Linked DNA regions of Anas platyrhynchos: region 1 is linked to region 2. A link is a contact called in public Hi-C data. All regions are on one chromosome and are shown on one strand. Each heading gives the region's core, a stretch centred on a gene start, on an enhancer-like site or on the middle of the called end of the contact. The rest is flanking DNA. Distances are from core to core; before and after follow the strand shown.

The links. A called contact is a pair of places that touch in the nucleus more often than the background predicts.
Region 1: a contact with region 2 is called in a Hi-C map of liver, with 6 times the contacts expected there. The contact joins two enhancer-like sites. A contact is called at or near these places in 6 of 8 Hi-C or Micro-C datasets (F1 follicle, F5 follicle, liver and 2 more).

Annotation. Positions count from the first base shown.
Region 1 is chr12:13,755,651-13,761,799 of IASCAAS_PekinDuck_T2T, forward strand. No RefSeq gene overlaps it. Among named protein-coding and RNA genes, the nearest start is that of OSGIN1, 20 kb to the left of the region's middle. Within about 2 kb of position 2,936, at least 1 of the 8 cell types and tissues checked has an H3K27ac peak or open chromatin away from gene starts, as enhancers often do.
Region 2 is chr12:13,619,765-13,625,607 of IASCAAS_PekinDuck_T2T, forward strand. It overlaps MBTPS1 (membrane bound transcription factor peptidase, site 1), which reads left to right. Exons shown (of 23, transcript XM_027466059.3): 10 at 608-759; 11 at 1,811-1,972; 12 at 2,552-2,696; 13 at 3,782-3,970; 14 at 4,512-4,684; 15 at 5,560-5,675. Among named protein-coding and RNA genes, the nearest start is that of MBTPS1, 11 kb to the left of the region's middle. Within about 2 kb of position 3,642, at least 1 of the 8 cell types and tissues checked has an H3K27ac peak or open chromatin away from gene starts, as enhancers often do.

The sequences.
Region 1 (6,149 bases), core at 1,686-4,185, 140 kb after region 2:
TGGATTTGGGCCCTGCTAGCTGTTTGGGAGGTGAAATGCTTCTCTAGACAACACCCCATCTGTTTTAGAGAGGCTCCACCACTTGTGTCTTGCAGCCCAAATTCTGGTTTTAAATCCTTTTTGCATTGTTCTCTAGGAACAAAGGAGGGTAACAAAACTCTTCTATTTGCACCTGTGCTCTGCTTTTGGCATGTTTTTTCAGGTCACTGGAGTCTTGCCCTGCCTTCCACCCCACCCTCTCTCCTAGGTCTATGCATCCTGACTGACCTAAGTGCAGTCTTTAACATTTTAAAAATTATAATCACTGGGTCCCTGTTCTTTTCCTTTGCTTATCCCTTGATCACTGTTCTTACAGGATTATGCCTGGGAACAGAGAGATCTGGTTCTGTGTTTTCATTATTGTTCCTTTTAATGGATAAAGGCCATTCATTGCACTTTTCTATTGAAGAAGATCACGACAATTCCAAAAGCCTTCTAAAACCATGATTAAACTGATAAATAACCTTGATAATACTCCAAAATTACTGAAGCACAAAGGGTTCACTTTTTTAGGACAGAATAAAAATACTGATTTACAGAGTTGAATCTAAAGTTACTAATGAATCCTTCTGTTTAAATAGGAAAAAAAAAAAAAAGTCCAGACAAAAAGCCACGTTTCTTCATTGTTCAATAATTTGCACTGGGTGAAATTATTTGTTATCTTGACAAGCATCCTGAAAAACTTTCAGATATTGAGTCAACATCACCAGATCTGACTTCCCATTTTGGGCTTGCTCTATCCCACCTCATTTCAGAAAGGTGCTGAGATATTGCAGCGATCTGTAAGCTGACCAGTGGGGTGAAATGGATAAGTACCCTTAAAAGGCCTAATATGTAGGGAGTAACTGAACTGTGAATTTATGGCACCTGAGCTCTTTGCTATTAATGTATTATTTAATATATAGTGTGTACAAAGAGAAGAAGGGCTTTTTTGCATTATTCATTTACAATATGCAATTTGCATAGCCAGAATTATTTGATTTGAAAGGCAAGACGTTGTGCGCATAGTTTTTTCCCTTATTAATATTTTTTCAAAATGCTCAAAAGGGTATCACTAATTTGTCCTGAACATTCTTTACATGTCCCATTTACTACTGCTGCTGCTGTGCATTTTTAAATAGGATAGAGCAAAAAATTTGTATGTGAAAAGAACCCTCTTGTTGGAAACCCTAGAAGACTGTTGCTCTCCCAGATTATATTTGCTGTTTTGCACAAAGTGTAGCTTTCTATATAGAACATGTAGTTTGGCTATACCTGAAAATGCTGATGTTAAACCTAAAATGATTCAAGCACCTGTGATAAGATGAATTTCCATCAAATCCAAGAAAGGTCTGCCTGAAATCCGCCTTTGTTCCTCATCCAGTACTCCAGATCTGGGTCTCTTTCCCTCTAAGCAGCTCTCACCAGCATCATTTTTAACCCTCTGAAGCATACACCTCCCTGACAGACTTCTAGACTTCTCCAAAACAGACCTGTCAGCTGGACTCTCCCCAGCATTATGACCTGAAGTGCTCCAGGATCAGGCACCAGGTATGCACATGACTCCCTTAGTGCCTTAGCAGATGAAGCAGCCCCATGCTGTGCAGGGCAGTTATAGGCACACCCCCAGGGCACATCTGAGGATTTCCAGCAAGGAACTGGGAGCCTGAGCTTTTTGGGTTCCCTGTTTTCAACGAAACACACAAACCTGGGCTGACTTCTCTGTAAAATCAATTTTTGTCAACTCTCCAGGTGTTGAGTGAAAGACATGATGTGAAAATAGCTCCCTCTATCTCTGTGAGTTTCCCATTAAACTGTCAAGACTAAGTTTTTCTAAGATTCTGAAGCTGTTTGGAGTACAAGCTGTGTGTATATAGGTCACCTGGTGCTTCTTCTCTGTTTGCAAGGAACAAAAAAGTCAGGAAAAATGTTTATTTGCTTGAAATCCCAATAATTCCTGTGAATGAGAAATCCTTTTGGTCAGACCTGTCAGCCACTGAGCAACATTTATCCAGCTAATGCAACAGTGACCTCTGCTGTACAGCTGCTGCTTTGTATTTGTTCTGCTACATTAAATTTGCTGATAATATCCTTACAGATAAGTCAAAACAAGAATTCTTTCAAGAGTAAGAATATTTGCCTCAAGGGAAGAGCATTCCTCTTTATACTAATAGGAAAGATTCAAACCACAGAACATTTTTCAAGTTACTGGCATGAACATATCACAACCTAGTTTTAATGCTTTCGCTAGATATCAAAACCATTATTAGCATTAAATGACCCTTGAACCACCCTCATAAAATTATTCTTGTAATTTGACTAGGAAGGAACCTGAGGCATAAGCCACTGGGTGACTTGCCCAAAGTCACACCCAAAATCACTGGCAGAGGAATCGAGGTTAGAGGAACTCAGGATTTCAAGCCCTGCTCTTTAATCACAAGATCATCCCTTCCTCTGCGGCATCAGCAGAATATCAACCAGCTATAAGTGGCACTTGTCACGCCTGTATGTTATTCTCCACACCATCTATGTGACATGGAAAAGCAACGCAAACTAGAACAAAGACACGACACTTGTTTTCAGCTACTGCCTCTTTGATTACAGGAGAGCACAAAGCCCGTAGGACACTCCTAAGCTTCTGGGTTTGATCTCACTGAAGCACTAAGCAACCAAAAATTCTGCCAAGTCAACAGCAGCAACATGTAAAAACCTCTGTCCTTGCCCTTCCCTCGCACCTCTAACTCTTCTCTCTCCATTCAGTCCTCCACGGGACCTGTCCCTGTGCTGCAGAGAGGAGCAATTTGTGTCTGGCTCCTGTAACAGCCCAGCAACCAAACAGGTTAAAGGGGGCACAGGGCGTTGCTGTGCGATCCCACACTGCCGCAGCGTGGTGAGACAAGGCTGGAGCAAGCTGCAAACTTTCACTCAATCCCTCCAGCCATAAGCAAAAGTTTTCTGCAGCGTTGTGAAGTAATTAGTCATTTACCACTGCCAGTGACTTCAGTTCAGCTTGTAATAACAGGAGTAAAAACATTTCTAAAGGAGAAATAAAAGTAGATAAAATGCTCTGAAATCAAATTTCAGTCTCAGCTGTGCAGAGACAGTGCGTGAATGTGGCAAGCTGCTTTGCTGGTAGTGTCAGTGGAACACTGAAGCCAGCTGTGGATTGACACTGCAGCTACAGATCTCCTCAGAAGAGCATGGGAGGGTATGACTTATAAATTCTGAGGGTTTGGACCTCTAAAATTTTATTACTGAGCATCCAGGAATGCTATGATCCCTATATATTCTTCTCTATCAGGACATATTATGGAAAAAAAAAAAAAAAGTTTAAAAGAATGCAAAAATTAAGGCTAAGAATATACTGTTTTGCTGACCAGATGCAGCTGTTCTCAAAATAATTAACACACAAATTCCAGAAGTTCTGTTGAGAAGAATGTCACAAACTGCTCTGTCCCCAAACCAGGCTTTGCTGAAAGAAAGAAAGAAGAACTACAAGATATACTGAGTGACAAGCAAAAAAGCCCAGTCACCCTGCCATGGAGTAAAGGTATGTAGAAGTGTCTAATCAGATGGGATGACTATGGGCTACTTAGTTATGACAATTTAAAAAGAACCAGATGTAGTAAAACTTATCTCAATAGCTCATTTTTGCATAATCTAGCTGTATTTTCATTGCTGCTGTGTATGCACATGTATCTGTGGTGTTTCAGATTGAGACCTCTGTATATCTTCGAGCTTCTTCTCCTGTTTCCTATATTGCATTTGAAAACTTCACCTAAGTAAAGTACCTCTTCTAAAAGGCATCTAGTTATTGTCTGAATAAATCAAATGGCAGACACTGAACTCCCATGCCTGATTGTTTTCTCCCCTGACTGATCACACCTGGTGTTAAAAAGGTGCGCCTCTGTCCCACATTGCCTCTTTCTGTCTCCAGCCATCTGTTCATTACAGTGTCCCTTTTTTTCATAAAAGCACATCTGCCCATCCTCCCCCCTCATTGAAGAACTGTTGGCCTGCAAAGAAGTAATTTCTCTGTCCCTTTTTGATAAGTGAAACATACAACACTCCCTACTTTCCTGCTGCAAGGTATTTTCTGCGGTGCTCAAGCTTTCCCGTGAATTACTTAGCTCTTGCCAGTTTTTCAGCATTCTTTAGGAGACCTGCTGGAGTTGTGTGCAAACTACCATCTCACTAGTGCTCTCTGTACAAACATCACTGCCCTGTTTCTATCTCCCTTTCCTGCATTTCATTTTTGGAGGTACTGCTCTCCGGAAGTCTCATTTTCTGTGCTGGCTCATGTTTTGCTCCATGGTGCATTAGTTTCATTCAGCCCTACCTTTATGAAAAATTCACTTTGCTGGAATGAGCCCAGCAAGCGAACAATCCAGATTTCTTCTGTGTTGCCCTTTAATAATCCACCATTCTTTGCATCAGTCACAAATTTATTATATTTCACATTTACTCTCGGATTATGGTAAGGGTCTTAGGTCTTCTACAAGCCCTATGAGGCCCTACTAGAGAAGCATCTAATAAATGGCAGTTCTCTCCAGCTATGTTCTTAGATTTTTCCATAAAGATCAACTTCATCTCTGCTTAATATTTGTAAAATATGTTTACCTTTGTAAAACTTCTTATTCGAAATGCCATGTCAAACTAAAGGTTTTCACAAAACTGTTCTAGCTATGCAGCTGCCCCCGACACTACAATCTCCAAGAATGAAGTTAATTTCCTCCTAAATAAATATTTTCTGTCAAAATGTCAGCTGACAATATATTCTGATTCTTTCTCAGCTGAACCTTTTCCACACTTTCCAATGATTTAACTCAAAACTTATGTCAAGCAGACTCATCTGTAGTTACATCTTCATTTGCTCTTTGAAACCTGGCACAAAGACCAATGCTGTTTTGGTTTCACAGAATTCTGCAAGTTTTACAAAACATTTAATGCCTGCAAAATATTTCATGTTTGAGCCAAGTAATATAATCCAAATTTATACTTGTACAACACTTTGTACTTCTGCCATCTTGGCACTATATTCATAACATTCCTCAGAGCTAAGTGTAAAGCTAAGTGTAAAAATATTCCAGAAAGCTGGGATAAATAGATTACCTTACCAACACCCAGCAAATGCATACTCCGTACCAGTAAGTACATACGTTCACTTAGCATTCCTGAATGTTTTCCTTTAAATGGGATTCAAACTTACTAGATCCATGGAACATTTGCCTATCGTGACTGGTGTGATATCATCCCCCCCTCTAGAAGCAATATGGAAGTTGCTACATTTTCAACTTATTTTATCTTTAGTTGATAAATTCAGTAAGTTTTGTCTAGTAGACTTTTTGGAAAAAAAAAAAAAAAAAACGAAATCTTTCTGGATCCAAAGAATGGATTACCACCAGTACTCTAAAAAAAGTACTTGGCAAAGACAAGAGATCTCTTCAGCTGCTTTTTGAGAACTTTTGGTTGCAAACAATTCACAGTTGAATGAAATATATTTAAGAGTCTCATTGGTTACTTTAGGGTTAGAAAGTATTTTAATCCACAGTTTATGCAAGCATTCCGATACCTGTTTTTGTCAAAATAACTTGACAAAATTGTTTTGTCGAATTATTGATTTGTACTGAAGTTCTAGTATTGATTTCTGAGTCACAAATAATTTTACTATCACCATCTGAGAATGGGTCATTACCATTGCTAAAATGAGAGGCATGTTCTCCTGCTCCTACCATTTATCCACTTTTTTTTTTTTTTCTCCCCAGTTTTATATGCTGGACAACACAAATACACCACCTTCATCTACAGTTCCCACCACATCCATTCAGGTTCAAACTGCCCTCTCCAGTAGTCCCATCCAACTCTCCAGCCCATCGGGTTTATTTTAACCAACCTGACTGTAGTCCTTTCAGTTCAAGTCACAGCCGAGTCCTCAAGACAATTATTATCTCTACTGCAGGCACACTCAGATAATTCCCAGCCTTTCATTGAACAGTGCACTTCACTTGTGAGATTTGCATAAATACATCAATGAAAGCTGTATCTGATAGAAAGCTGAAGAGAATCATCTGTAAACACATAAACTAAAGAACTGACCCTTCCTGTAAGCTGGTCCCACAGTTTTGCAGTTC
Region 2 (5,843 bases), core at 2,392-4,891:
TACTCTATCTGGGAGTACTCATCATTAATGTTGGCTGCTTTTGACATTTCTGAGGTATTTCTAAAATGCCCAGTGCCTTCTGAATCACAGTGTGGAGTTTCTTGTGAGGACAAATCACTGCAGAAATGAAGCCAGCACTTTTCCTTAAATCCTAAGCTTCCCGGGTGCTATGTGTAACATTGTGCTTACTTCATATCCTTTCCGTTTGCAGTTGACTGTTGAACTGGGGTGACTGGTACCACACACGTGATTTCAGATTAGGTTGCTTTGTGATCTTGATTAAGGACACTATTATGTACTATTTTCTGTTTGTACTGCTTCTCATTAGCCAGGTAGCAAAGTGGTTATTGTTTAGTTGGTAGTTTCATGCTCAGATACTGGAGGATCTGGCAGTAATGTTGATGTCCCTTTCCTGAATTGAGGATTTGCCATACGCAGTTTGAGCCCTTCTTTAAGTGTTAGATGACATTCTCTTAGTTGAACCATAGCTGATTTAGTAAATCATTTTACTGCTGAATTACCTGTATTAGTTAGTTTAAATGTCCAAATGAAGCAAGCAGTGTTCCTAATGTATTAGGGCACCAATCCATCTGTTCTCTTTTCACAGGAGCTGCCTGGAGGTTATGGTAGAGTGAAGCCTGATATTGTTACCTACGGCTCTGGCGTGAGAGGGTCTGGTATGAAAGGCGGATGCCGCTCTCTCTCTGGGACAAGTGTAGCATCTCCTGTCGTAGCAGGAGCTGTTACCTTGTTAGTAAGGTAAGGCTTAAATAAGAGTCCCTTAAAAGATTCCAATACAGGAGGGTCATTTAAAAAACAAAACAAACAAAAAAAATTAAAAAAAACCCACAACCGAACAAAAACAAACCACAAACAACCTTGAAGGAACCCTCCAAATGAAACTAAATGGTGTTTATGTTTACAAAAACAATCTCAAAGCATGGAATTGGTTTTCTCCTACCTGAGGCATTACTTTGTCTGATTGGCTCTAACCTTTCTGGGACTGTTTTGAATAATTATGTATTTGAAAATATAGTTAGGGACAGCAGTTTTACAAAGTGAATTCATTAAGTGTTTGATGATTTTGAATTGCTTTTGTTGCTTGTGTAGAAGAACAGCTACTCAGAAGAGGCACCTACAGCAGGTAGCTATCTAAATACTCGTAAATTTTATTGTGTGGGCTTTTATGATTATTATCCGGTTGCGTAAGTTATCTGTTGCATGTGGAAGAATTTAAGAGGAAGATAGGAGTTGCAAGTCTCTACTTTGTACTTGTCACTGTTACTACCTAAAGATGAGAGAAGAGTTTTTCAAATAACACAACTCTTATGTCCAAAATTTGAAGTAATCGTTGTATTTCCTCTGTAAAATGATGCATTTTTCTTTGGACAACAAAGCTATTTCTGCCCACCTCCCACCCCTGAAAGAGCTACGCAGAGGAGCATCCCAGCAAGTTGCCAGTTACAGAGGGTTGGATTTTCAGAATATTCTACTTAGCATGTAAAAATACTACCCTGGTTATAATGACAGCTGGTTATAGAGCACATTGTAAGGATGTAATTGATGTAATAATACTGGTTTTCAAGAGAAATTTGTCAGAAAATTGTCACTTCTATTTTCATCTTCAGCAATGCCAGTGAGAAATCAATTAATAATGGACAAGTAGGAACTGTAGATGTTCACAACAACCTAATTTTTGTTTGCATTTGCTTTAAATGAAATGACAACTTCAGGCGGAACAGTAAGCAAGACAAGCAAGAAATTAGAATAATAAAGGCCACCTAATGTGATCTATTGTTTCCTATTTCAGCACAGTTCAGAAGCGTGAAATGGTGAATCCAGCAAGTATGAAGCAGGCACTTATTGCATCGGCACGGAGACTTCCCGGAGTCAACATGTTTGAACAAGGACATGGCAAGTTGGATCTCCTGAGAGCTTATCAGATCCTCAACAGCTATAAACCACAGGCCAGGTTAATTTTAATCCTCAATTAATCAACAGTGTACTATAATCTGCTATATTTCTGTTAAGAGAGCAGGTGATATGCCAGAAATTCAGTTAAGCAACCCATGCTTATGCAACAAAGAACTTGCATAGATCTTACGTAATCCTGAAGTATGGATTTTGACAGGAGAGGGGATAAAAAGTCATTGTATTCTACTCAGGGTAGAGTAGTGTAGGGGCTTGAAGTGTCTTTGAAAGATGAATTTACTTTCTCTTCTAGGCTCAGTTTAAGCTCTCAGATGTTATGAATAATGCCACCTAGAACAAAATGGGACAGTAGTCCAATTTTAGTTTTCCAGAATGAGAATGTTCTCACTGGGCTGAAAAGTTTCTTTTGCATTGTGGAGAAAAAAACACCACGAAACTTTAAAAAAAAAAAAAAATAGAGGGGAAAGGAAGATTCGGACATATTTGGGAAGTGCTTGAAACAGTAACTATGACTGGCATGTTTTAGCTATAATTTTTTCATACATCAGTTTTGTATAGCAGCCTGTACCCCTACTGTGTTTTTTTTTTTTAATTTTGCCTCCTGTCTCTTTGCTTTTAGTTTGAGTCCAAGCTATATTGACTTGACAGAATGTCCCTACATGTGGCCCTATTGTTCTCAGCCCATATATTACGGAGGGATGCCAACCATTGTTAATGTTACTATCCTTAATGGCATGGGAGTCACTGGGAGAATTGTGGACAAGGTAAGAGTCAACATTGTTCCAAGTCCTGACTATTAACATTACTACAAGTTTCCCAGAAAGGATTATTTTAGCTATACATTTGATAGAACAAATAAACTTTTTTACTGGTAAGAGCAAGAGATGTGGAGTGTTTGGTTTTAAAGGACGCACCCAGATTAGTAAGACTTGTCACCATGAACTATCTGCAGATTTTCCAACAGTGTGCTGGTTTCAGGGGCGTGTAGTACTTTGTCTTCGTAAAACCAGTTTGGATTGATTCCACTTAGAGATTTCTTTGTGTTCTGATAGCATTTAAGATCTTCTGGATATTCTTTCCTCATCTCTTTGGTCTGGAGCATAAGAAATCTCAGTAAAGGATCCTGGTGTTACTAATTGTGCCTCTTATGTGGTCAAAACAACCTGAATGTGTTGGGTTATCAAGGCCTGTTGCAAGATCTGTTATTTTATACCAGTAATGCTGAACATCTTTGTTGAAAAGAGAGGATTAAACTTTTTTTTTTTTTTTTTTGATTAAGCTTTAAGTAAGGTTAAATATAGAACAGATAGGTAACTTGTCCCAAGTTACATAAGGCCCATATCTCAAAAATTTAGCCAATATAAATGAGCTTAATTTCAATATGGTAGTGTGAATCCCAAAGCCTGTTTTGTATTTGAGCTTTACACTAAAGGGTATAGAAGCTCTTATCCAATATTGTTAGCTAATTATAATGTTCAGACACACCTAGTGTGATCTGCTTGAATCTCTTAGAGCCATAACCTGTTTTGTTACAGAAAGGAAATCTAATGTCTTTGCCAATACATTTTTGCATAGGACCCCAAAACATTAAATTGGGTGCACTTAGCATGCTGTCCATAGAGCTTCCTAGAGTCCTGCCTCTGAAAGGTGTACGCTTTGGATCATTAAGGCTGTCATGGTTACGTTAATTTGTTGGCACAACATGTATCTTTTTGGACTTTTTGTAATTTGACATTATCTTCAGAAAAGCTAAGATGGGTTATTCCTGTGGGCAGAGGAGGAGGGCTGTGTGCACAAAAATTAGTAACTTCAAGTACTGTCTTACCAATGTCCTGTCTTCATTTCACAGCCAGACTGGCAGCCCTACCTCCCGCAAAATGGGGATAATATTGAAGTGGCTTTCTCCTATTCCCCTGTGTTGTGGCCTTGGTCTGGATACTTAGCAATTTCTATCTCGGTAGCGAAGAAAGCAGCATCGTGGGAAGGCATTGCTCAAGGTCACGTTATGATCACAGTATCATCTCCTGCAGAAAATAAAGTGAGTTCTATGTTTTGTTTGTGTGTGTGTGTGAAGTGGTGTTAATTATTAAAACTGCTTCACAGTATACAGATAACTTACTTTTATGGGATTAGTCTGGTCCTGTAATTTGATGCATAAGTTAAATTGGGGTCAAGGAATTGAGGAGTACAAATAATGATCTTCTTAATGTTATTTTTTTTATTATGAATTCTACGTAACATGTTTTGAAAAAGAGACAATTTAAGTGTCTTTCTCACAGAACCATCCTTAAGTTCCTGAGAACTTCCCAAGAAAATTTTAAGGTTTTGAATGTTTAAATCAAATGACAGTTGTAATGTATTTCAAGTACTTTACATTCTGAGCAGAAATATAAGCTGTTGAGTGCAGAAAACACAACGGTAATACAAAGCAAATGTCAGCTCTTGGTTTCCAAAGCTGGTACTGGTTACTAAAAATAGACTTGATACTTCTGTTTTTTCAGTCTTTTACACTCCACAGTTAACTGGTGAATGTTTAAGTGGGGGAAATGAATTTCACTGTGGTTTGTTCTGTCCTTCAGTCTAAGAACGGTGCAGAGCAGACGTCAACGGTGAAGCTTCCAATAAAAGTGAAGATTATTCCTACTCCGCCTCGTAGCAAGCGAGTCCTTTGGGATCAATATCATAATCTCCGTTATCCACCAGGATACTTCCCCAGGGATAATTTGAGGATGAAGAATGATCCGTTGGATTGGTATTTATCTCAGCTTCTATTAAATCAGTATTTCTTGATTGTGTATTAACGATAGAGAATAACTTCACTGAATGCCAGAGGTCCCTGGCCCTTTTCAGCATGCCAAGAAAATCTCTTAAATTCTGCATGCTTTTTTTGTGCAGGTTTTTGTTGTTATTCTATCTGGTTTTTGTTTCATATGAAATGAAAACCTTTTTAAATACCCATTTAAGACACTTTGTTGTTTTTTTCCCGTTTTTTTGTTTTGTTTTGTTTTGTGTTTTTTTTTGGTTTGTTTTCAAGGCATAGTTCCTTTCTGCCCTGAATCTATGATGATTCTGAGATTTCTCCCATGGAACTGAGGGAGACACTTTATTACTTGCTTTTTTTTTTTTTTTTCACTTATTTAAAATAAAAAAAAAAAAAAGAGAAATTGGAAAGATTGAAGCAAGGAATGGCTGACCAGTTGTCTAGGAACTTCTCTGCTGAGGTTCAGCAATTATTTGCAGGTTTTCCTGTGCACTTCTTCTAGTTAGTGGTTAAAACTGCTCTTACTGGTTCTTGATTGAGGAGGAAGTCCTGTGAAGAGGATCTGGTTTTAATGCAGCAGTGCTGCTCTGTGACATGCTGTAAATATACAGAACTGTGCTTTGTAAGGGATGTTCTCAGTCTCTGGCTTTGACTGTATTACCTATCTTCATAGCACTCAGAACCACTGTCATTTCTGGAAGAAGTTTGCAAAGAAGGGATGGTGGTTGGAAAACCACTGGTTATCCTTTGAAACAAATGGACCTTTCAGAAGGGAAACTAGGAACTAATCTGTAATTACAGGATGTAAATCCGATTCCTCTATGCCAAAGTAAAATGTCTTCAACAATCTTTTCCCTTGTCCTAAGGAATGGAGACCACATCCACACAAACTTCAGGGACATGTACCAGCACCTAAGAAGCATGGGTTACTTTGTTGAAGTTCTTGGTTCCCCGTTTACATGTTTCGATGCAAGTCAGTATGGTAAGCACGTGCTAATTGCCTTGTTCTCAGCACTGTTAACTTCTTCCTAAAATGGCCTGTGTTTTAGAAGACCGAAAATGTTCTGGGGAACTGAGATAGAATGCTAGATAGAAAAATATTACAGCAGTGGTTGTATCTGTTATTTATATGCTAATACTAAATTGTGCA